Regions from separate parts of the Mus musculus genome. Here region 1 is linked to region 2. The links are chromatin contacts, called in public HiChIP or PLAC-seq maps. All regions are on one chromosome and are shown on one strand. Each heading gives the region's core, a stretch centred on a gene start, on an enhancer-like site or on the middle of the called end of the contact. The rest is flanking DNA. Distances are from core to core; before and after follow the strand shown. Region 1 has its middle 15 kb from the start of Bmncr. Region 2 holds the start of Etnk2 (ethanolamine kinase 2).

Region 1 (2,805 bases), core at 144-2,643, 600 kb before region 2:
AAAACACCTGAAACTCAAGAAGAAGGAAGACCAAAGTGTGAATACTTCGATCTTTCTTAGTAGGGAGAAACAAAATACCTATGGAAGGAGTTACAGAGACAAAGTGTGGAGCAGAGACTAAAGGAACGACCATCCAGAAACTGCCCCATCTGGGGATCTATCCCATATACAACTACTAAACCAAGAAATTATTGTGGATGCCAACAAGAGCTTGCTGACAGGAGCCTGATATAGCTGTCTCCTGAGAGGCTCTGCCAGTGTCTGGCAACTACAGAGGTGGATGCTCGCAGCCATCCACTGGACTGAGCACAGGGTCCCTAATGGAGGAGCTAGAGAAAGGAGCCACGGAGCTGAAGGAGTTTGCAGCCCCATATGAGGAACAACAATATGAACTAACCAGTTCCCCCAGAGCTCCCTGGGACTAAACCACCAACCAAAGAAAACACATGGTGGGACTCATGGCTCTAGCTGTATATGTAGCAGAGCATGGCCTAGTCGGTCATCAATGGAACGGGATGCCCTTGGTCCTGTGAAGCTTCTATGCCCCAGTATAGGAGAATGCCAGGGCCAGAAAGGGGGAGTGGGTGGGTTGGTGAGCAGGGGAAGTGGGGAGGGGGGATGGGATACCAGGAAAGGGGATAACATTTGAAATGTAAATAAAGAAAATATCTTAAAAAAAAAAGAGCGGAGAAGTTCTTTGATCAGGTAGGATCTAGGCATGTGTGTGAGCCTTCTACCTTTCCTCCAAGAAGTCTTCTTGGACAGCCTCATTTCATTCACTCAAGCATTCATTCATTCAACAAATACTGAGCTTCTCTCCCTCATCATAGGACCAGTGAGGCAGCAGGCACTGGATGTGATTTAGCAGGTGATGCCCCGAATCCTGCAGCCAATGGGCTCCAGTGGCACAGACCCTCAGTAGCATCTCTTCTGAGTCCCTTGATGCACCCACCTGCTCAGGCTCTGAAGTGTGCACCTTGTGGGTCCATGGCCCCATAGGCAGACATCAGGGCTCCTTCAGTGTCACTTTCTGGGTGGCTGCCACAGTGCTGGGCACTTGTAAGTACTCAGTGAATGTCTAGATATGTGTGGCTTCCCAAGAGCGTCGAGTTAAGCAGGAAGTTCCCCAGCTTTTCCCAGTCCCAGCACAGCCTTCCACCAAGGAGGGATGCAGAAACCGAACAGAGACCTTTGGAATGAAGAGGACAGGAAAGGCCTGGGCTGGCTGCCAGCCCCGGATGCCTCTGGACAAGCAGGGGTCCTCGGTCCTCTGTGTTCTGGAATGTGAGAGGCGCTTGCCAGGGAATCTTAAAAACAAAGTGACTCCTCCCCAAACCTTTGCTCCTCACCCTGGACAGAGCCACGCTGGCAGAGCCGGTTGGACCTTCCTCACAGTGCACGGGTGCCCCTTGGTGGACAAAAAGCCGGCCCCGCTCATGATTCCTGAGGACTGGTGAGCCATTAAAAAGGAGGATTCTGAAGCCATTGTCCCCACAGCCTATCAGCGGACCCTCCATGGCATGAGTCTAAGTCCGCACCAGAGCACTTTCTCTGACGTGTGGCTGGAGCCACGGGCCTGGATTCTTGGCTGACCGCACAGTACGCTTACTGTCAGTGTCGGCTGACCTCACATCAGGCCAGCCTGAGCCTCCGTGTCACTCCCCTCCAAATTAAGAACTGTGACACAATGCATTTGAGGCAGCTGTTTTTTAATCAGATGAGGTCTGGGCATGTATATGATCCTTCCCCTCTGGCAGGGACTGTGCCAAGCTATCTGCCATACCTGAAGGTCCCAGACTCTGTCAACCGCCCTGGGCAGGCAAGAAGGGCAGAATGAGGGCAGCAAAGCTTTTCAGCTTGTGTCATGGGGATAAGATAGAAGGTTAGAGGAGGCAGGACCCTGGGGTGCTGTAGAACTTGGGAGCACCCACTGTTCTTTTTTCTTTCTTTCTTTCTTTCTTTCTTTCTTTCTTTCTTTCTTTCTTTCTTTCTTTCTTTCTTTCTTCCTTCCTTCCTTCCTTCCTTCCTTCCTTCCTTTCTTTCTTTCTTTCTTTCTTTCTTTCTTTCTTTCTTTCTTTCTTATTTCACAGCAAATAACAGGCTATGTGTGAGGCTTCTGACTACCCCACCCCCACCCCCATACCCCATAGAAAGTCCTGTCCCTGTGACTGATCCTGGGCTCTTGGCTGGCTCCTCCCTTCTTAAAAGGCAAGCCTCCTGGGGAACACTGTCAAGCTCCCCTGCTCAGAGTTGAGCCAAAGGTAGAAATGGATGTTCAGGGGCCATAGGCAGCCACAGAGGCAGGAATTGGGCATGGAAAAGGTCAGGTGGCCAGAGACGCGAGGCTGGAGTAGGGGTAGTTGGAGGGATGGCAGCATGAGGAGCTGTCTACTCCTGGGACAGTGAGGGTACTAGCATTCCCGGGGTGCTGTGAGGTGGTGTTGTGCAGGCTTTCCCACCTTATTTCCTTAAGCCTTTATTACAGTGGGGACCGTACCTTCTGTGTTTTGTTTGGTTAAGATTTATTTATTATTATTTGTTTGTATGTGTGTGTATCTGTGTGTGTATGTGTGTGTGTGTGTGTGTGTGTGTGTGTGTATCTGTGTGTGTGTGAGTGTGTGGTGTGTAAATGTCCAAGGGGCATGCATGCCCTGGAGCTGGAATTACAAATGGCTGTTAGCTGCCTGGTGTGGGTGCTACCAACCAAACCCAGCTCCTCTGGGAGAGCAAGTGTTTGTAACCACTGAGCCATCTCTGTAGTGGGACCCTGTCCTGCTCAATAGCAAACGGAGCCAACGTAAGGGA
Region 2 (2,894 bases), core at 146-2,645:
GGGCGCTATGGGGCAGAGCTGGATGGGACTTCAGGGGACCCACCCCTTCTAGGTGAGACGACAGGCCTAGTGGGGGTCCAGATTAGCATCTGGTATGCAGTGCTGGGTTTAATCTCAAATATGGCTTGATGCCTTCACTGTCTGTTCCTGACCAGGTCTTCTGAAAATGTTACCACATTCAGCCCAGATTCTCCTTAGAGCTGCCCCTTCCATACTCAGAAGGCCAATGACATGGGGCCCGAACCCTCCAAAGCAGGCTGTCAGGGGTGTAGGGCTGGGTAGGTTTTTAAGAGAATGCAGGACAGCGAGGGAGGGAGTAAGCTAGGGGCTCGCAGTGGGCAGTTCTGCCCACAGGTGTGTGTGTGGGACAAAGTATTCAGCTGAGGTGGGAAGAAAATGGAGTGGGGGTCAAAAGGGGCGTTGCTCAGAGCTAGCCTGAGGCCACGTGAAGAAGGTCTCAGGGCTTAGCTGGAATTCTGAATTGCACAGGGCTGGCTCCTGGGGCCACAAGGAATGCTCAGATCCCCGAGGCTTGGATCTCAAGTTAGGGCGAAGGAACAGCATGGGTGTAGGGGGAGGTTTCCTTAAAAGTTCGTGCTTCCTCGGGTTGTCAGAGTGGCTGGGTAGCACTTCTGAGCAACTAGGGGACAAGCACGCAGCGACAGGGGGTGGGGCTGCACGCGCAGCACGCTGACAGTGGGCAGGTGGACCTCCGGCGGCAGGAGCAGGCGAATGGGGAGGGTCCAGGGAAGCGTGAGCCCAGCTTTGCATAGGGATCAAAGAGAAATGGAGAGTTACACACATATTCAAACCACGGTCCAAAACATCTCCTGCGCAACAGCCGCAAAACCCTGGAACCCGCACTTGGAGGATGCACTGACGGGCGTCCACGCAGCCCCTCTGCAGCCCGGCAGCGCCCCATCCCCGGCCTCACGCCCTCTCGGCTACCTTGGTCCGAACTTGTTCGGGCTTCCAGTGCGGCCGCAGCTCCCGAATGAGGCGCAGGGCACCGGGGAGGATGTCGTCCTGTTCCACCGTGACGCTGAAGCATGGGACGGCGGCCCTCGGGGGCCCTGGAGGCTCCCAGCAGCCGGCGCTGGCCACCGCCTTCTCCTCCATGCTCCATGAGCACTGCGGGCAAGGCTCCTGCCTCCGCAGGTAAAAGGGCGAGCACGGCACTGGAGCTGAAGGGGGCACAGCCATTCCCAGCAGCCCCACCCCCTCGGAGCCGCCGCGCCCGCGTTAGCCCCTACGGGGGGGCCCTGAGAGAGAGTGGGAGTGGTCGAGGAGGGGCCAGGGGAAGTCCATGACTCATGAGCGAGCTGCCTGTTCCAATCTCCGGCGATGCAACCGAGCAACACAGCTGGCCGGGAATCGCCAAGGTCCGCCGCGACAGTGACATCATGGGTCGCAGTAACGCCCCTTGCCCGCCCCGCCCCCGCCTCCGGGCGAGTGCAGCCCGCCATCTCCCGTTGCTGGCTCCACCGCTACCTGGAGCTCTGGGTGGGGGATGCCCCGCCTTAATGACGCAAAGGGCGGAGCCTCCCCAGGCCCCGCCCCAGATCCCTGCTCCAGTATCCTAGTACTGGTTGACCAGTTTCCCACTGGAGCCCACAGCTAAAGAGCTCTTTTCCGGGTAGTCTAGGGTAAGGGGCTGGGGCTAAGGAGGGAAGAGCTTGTCTTTGTCCCAACCTCATCCTGGAACGTGGAGATCGGATGCTCCTATAGTGTGGGCTTCGGCTTGCCATTAAATCTCTTGGGAAAGGTTGGGCTGCGTTTCTAAGGCCTTCTAGGCATCATTCAGCACCACACACACACACACACACACACACACACACCTTCGATGGAGAACAGCATGGTGATGGTTCAGGGTGAGTGTCCCATAGGCAGACTGGACTCTGATAGAATGTTCCAGGGTACTTTTATGAGTGTACAAGCACATTGTAAGCCAGGACTTTGAGCAAGACTGAGTTTGGCTCACTAAATAATCCTTAAGCCTTCCTCCCTGTCCTGCAAGGCTGACTGGGCATAGATAGTGGTCGCACAGGTGCCCGGAGCTCAGTGTTTTGTTGAGCAAAGAGGTGATCAAAGGCCATAGTACAACCTAGGGATCTATGTGTATGTAGCATGACAAGGGGAAGGGATAAGTCCCCTGGCAGACTTACTGTACAGAGAAGACACATGGAAAGAGGCCAGGCCAGCCCTTGGAAAGCCCGTCCCTTAGTCATATATTCCCCTGGTCACTTCCAGAGTGAGACCAGTTAGCTGCCAGCTCTCTAGCATAGAGAGACCTGGGCTTGCCTTGGGACCTCATTTCTTATCACCTCATACTGCCCTACTTGAAAAATGCCTACAAAATAGATGTGTTTCTGTGTCCCCAAGGTTGTCCCTCCGACCTACTCAGGAACATCTCCACCACGAGGCCTTTTGGTTCTTGCTGCTTTGCACCCAGGTCTTCTGGTCCAGTTTCTGTGCTGGTGCCTCTTGCAGGGGCCACTAGCCTCACGTGGCTACTCAGCCCTTGAAATGTGGCCAGTGTGACATTTTGTGTAACTTTAATCTTTATACGCATACAAACAACAGCATGCAGCCACTGTACTGGACATTGTAGCAGATGGTAGGGAGGGACCACCTACTTGAGGTCATGATGTCCCAGGATGCCAGAACTGGAAAGGACATTGCCTCCAGCTCTTTCTTTTGCAATAGGCAAAGCAAACCTTGCGGCACAAGGGAACACAATCAGTGGGAGTCCAGACTCGCTTTCTCAGCTCTGTGCCAGCACCCTGAAAGCAGCTCCCGCTATACAAATATCACCTCAGAGAAGCCCTGGGTCCTTAACCTTAGGAGAGTGAAATCCTACAGATACCAAGCGCTTGGTTGGGACACTCAGTACC

Evidence for each region. HiChIP or PLAC-seq counts read pairs in DNA pulled down with a chosen protein or histone mark.
Region 1: a contact with region 2 is called in an HNF4G HiChIP or PLAC-seq map of pancreatic cancer cells. The contact joins the enhancer-like site here to the promoter of Etnk2 in region 2. A contact is called at or near these places in 2 of 39 promoter capture datasets (frontonasal cranial neural crest and hematopoietic stem and progenitor cells), 2 of 115 datasets of contacts at active chromatin or transcription factors (embryonic stem cells and pancreatic cancer cells) and 2 of 9 other capture datasets (adipose tissue and liver).

Annotation. Positions count from the first base shown.
Region 1 is chr1:133,960,464-133,963,268 of GRCm38.p6, reverse strand. No RefSeq gene overlaps it. Among named protein-coding and RNA genes, the nearest start is that of Bmncr, 15 kb to the left of the region's middle. Within about 2 kb of position 1,393, at least 86 of the 459 cell types and tissues checked have an H3K27ac peak or open chromatin away from gene starts, as enhancers often do. A contact at or near this core is called in adipose tissue, liver and pancreatic cancer cells, where this site is marked.
Region 2 is chr1:133,362,073-133,364,966 of GRCm38.p6, reverse strand. It overlaps Etnk2 (ethanolamine kinase 2), which reads right to left and starts at 1,395. Exons shown (of 8, transcript NM_175443.5): 1 at 949-1,395. The coding sequence starts at 1,203.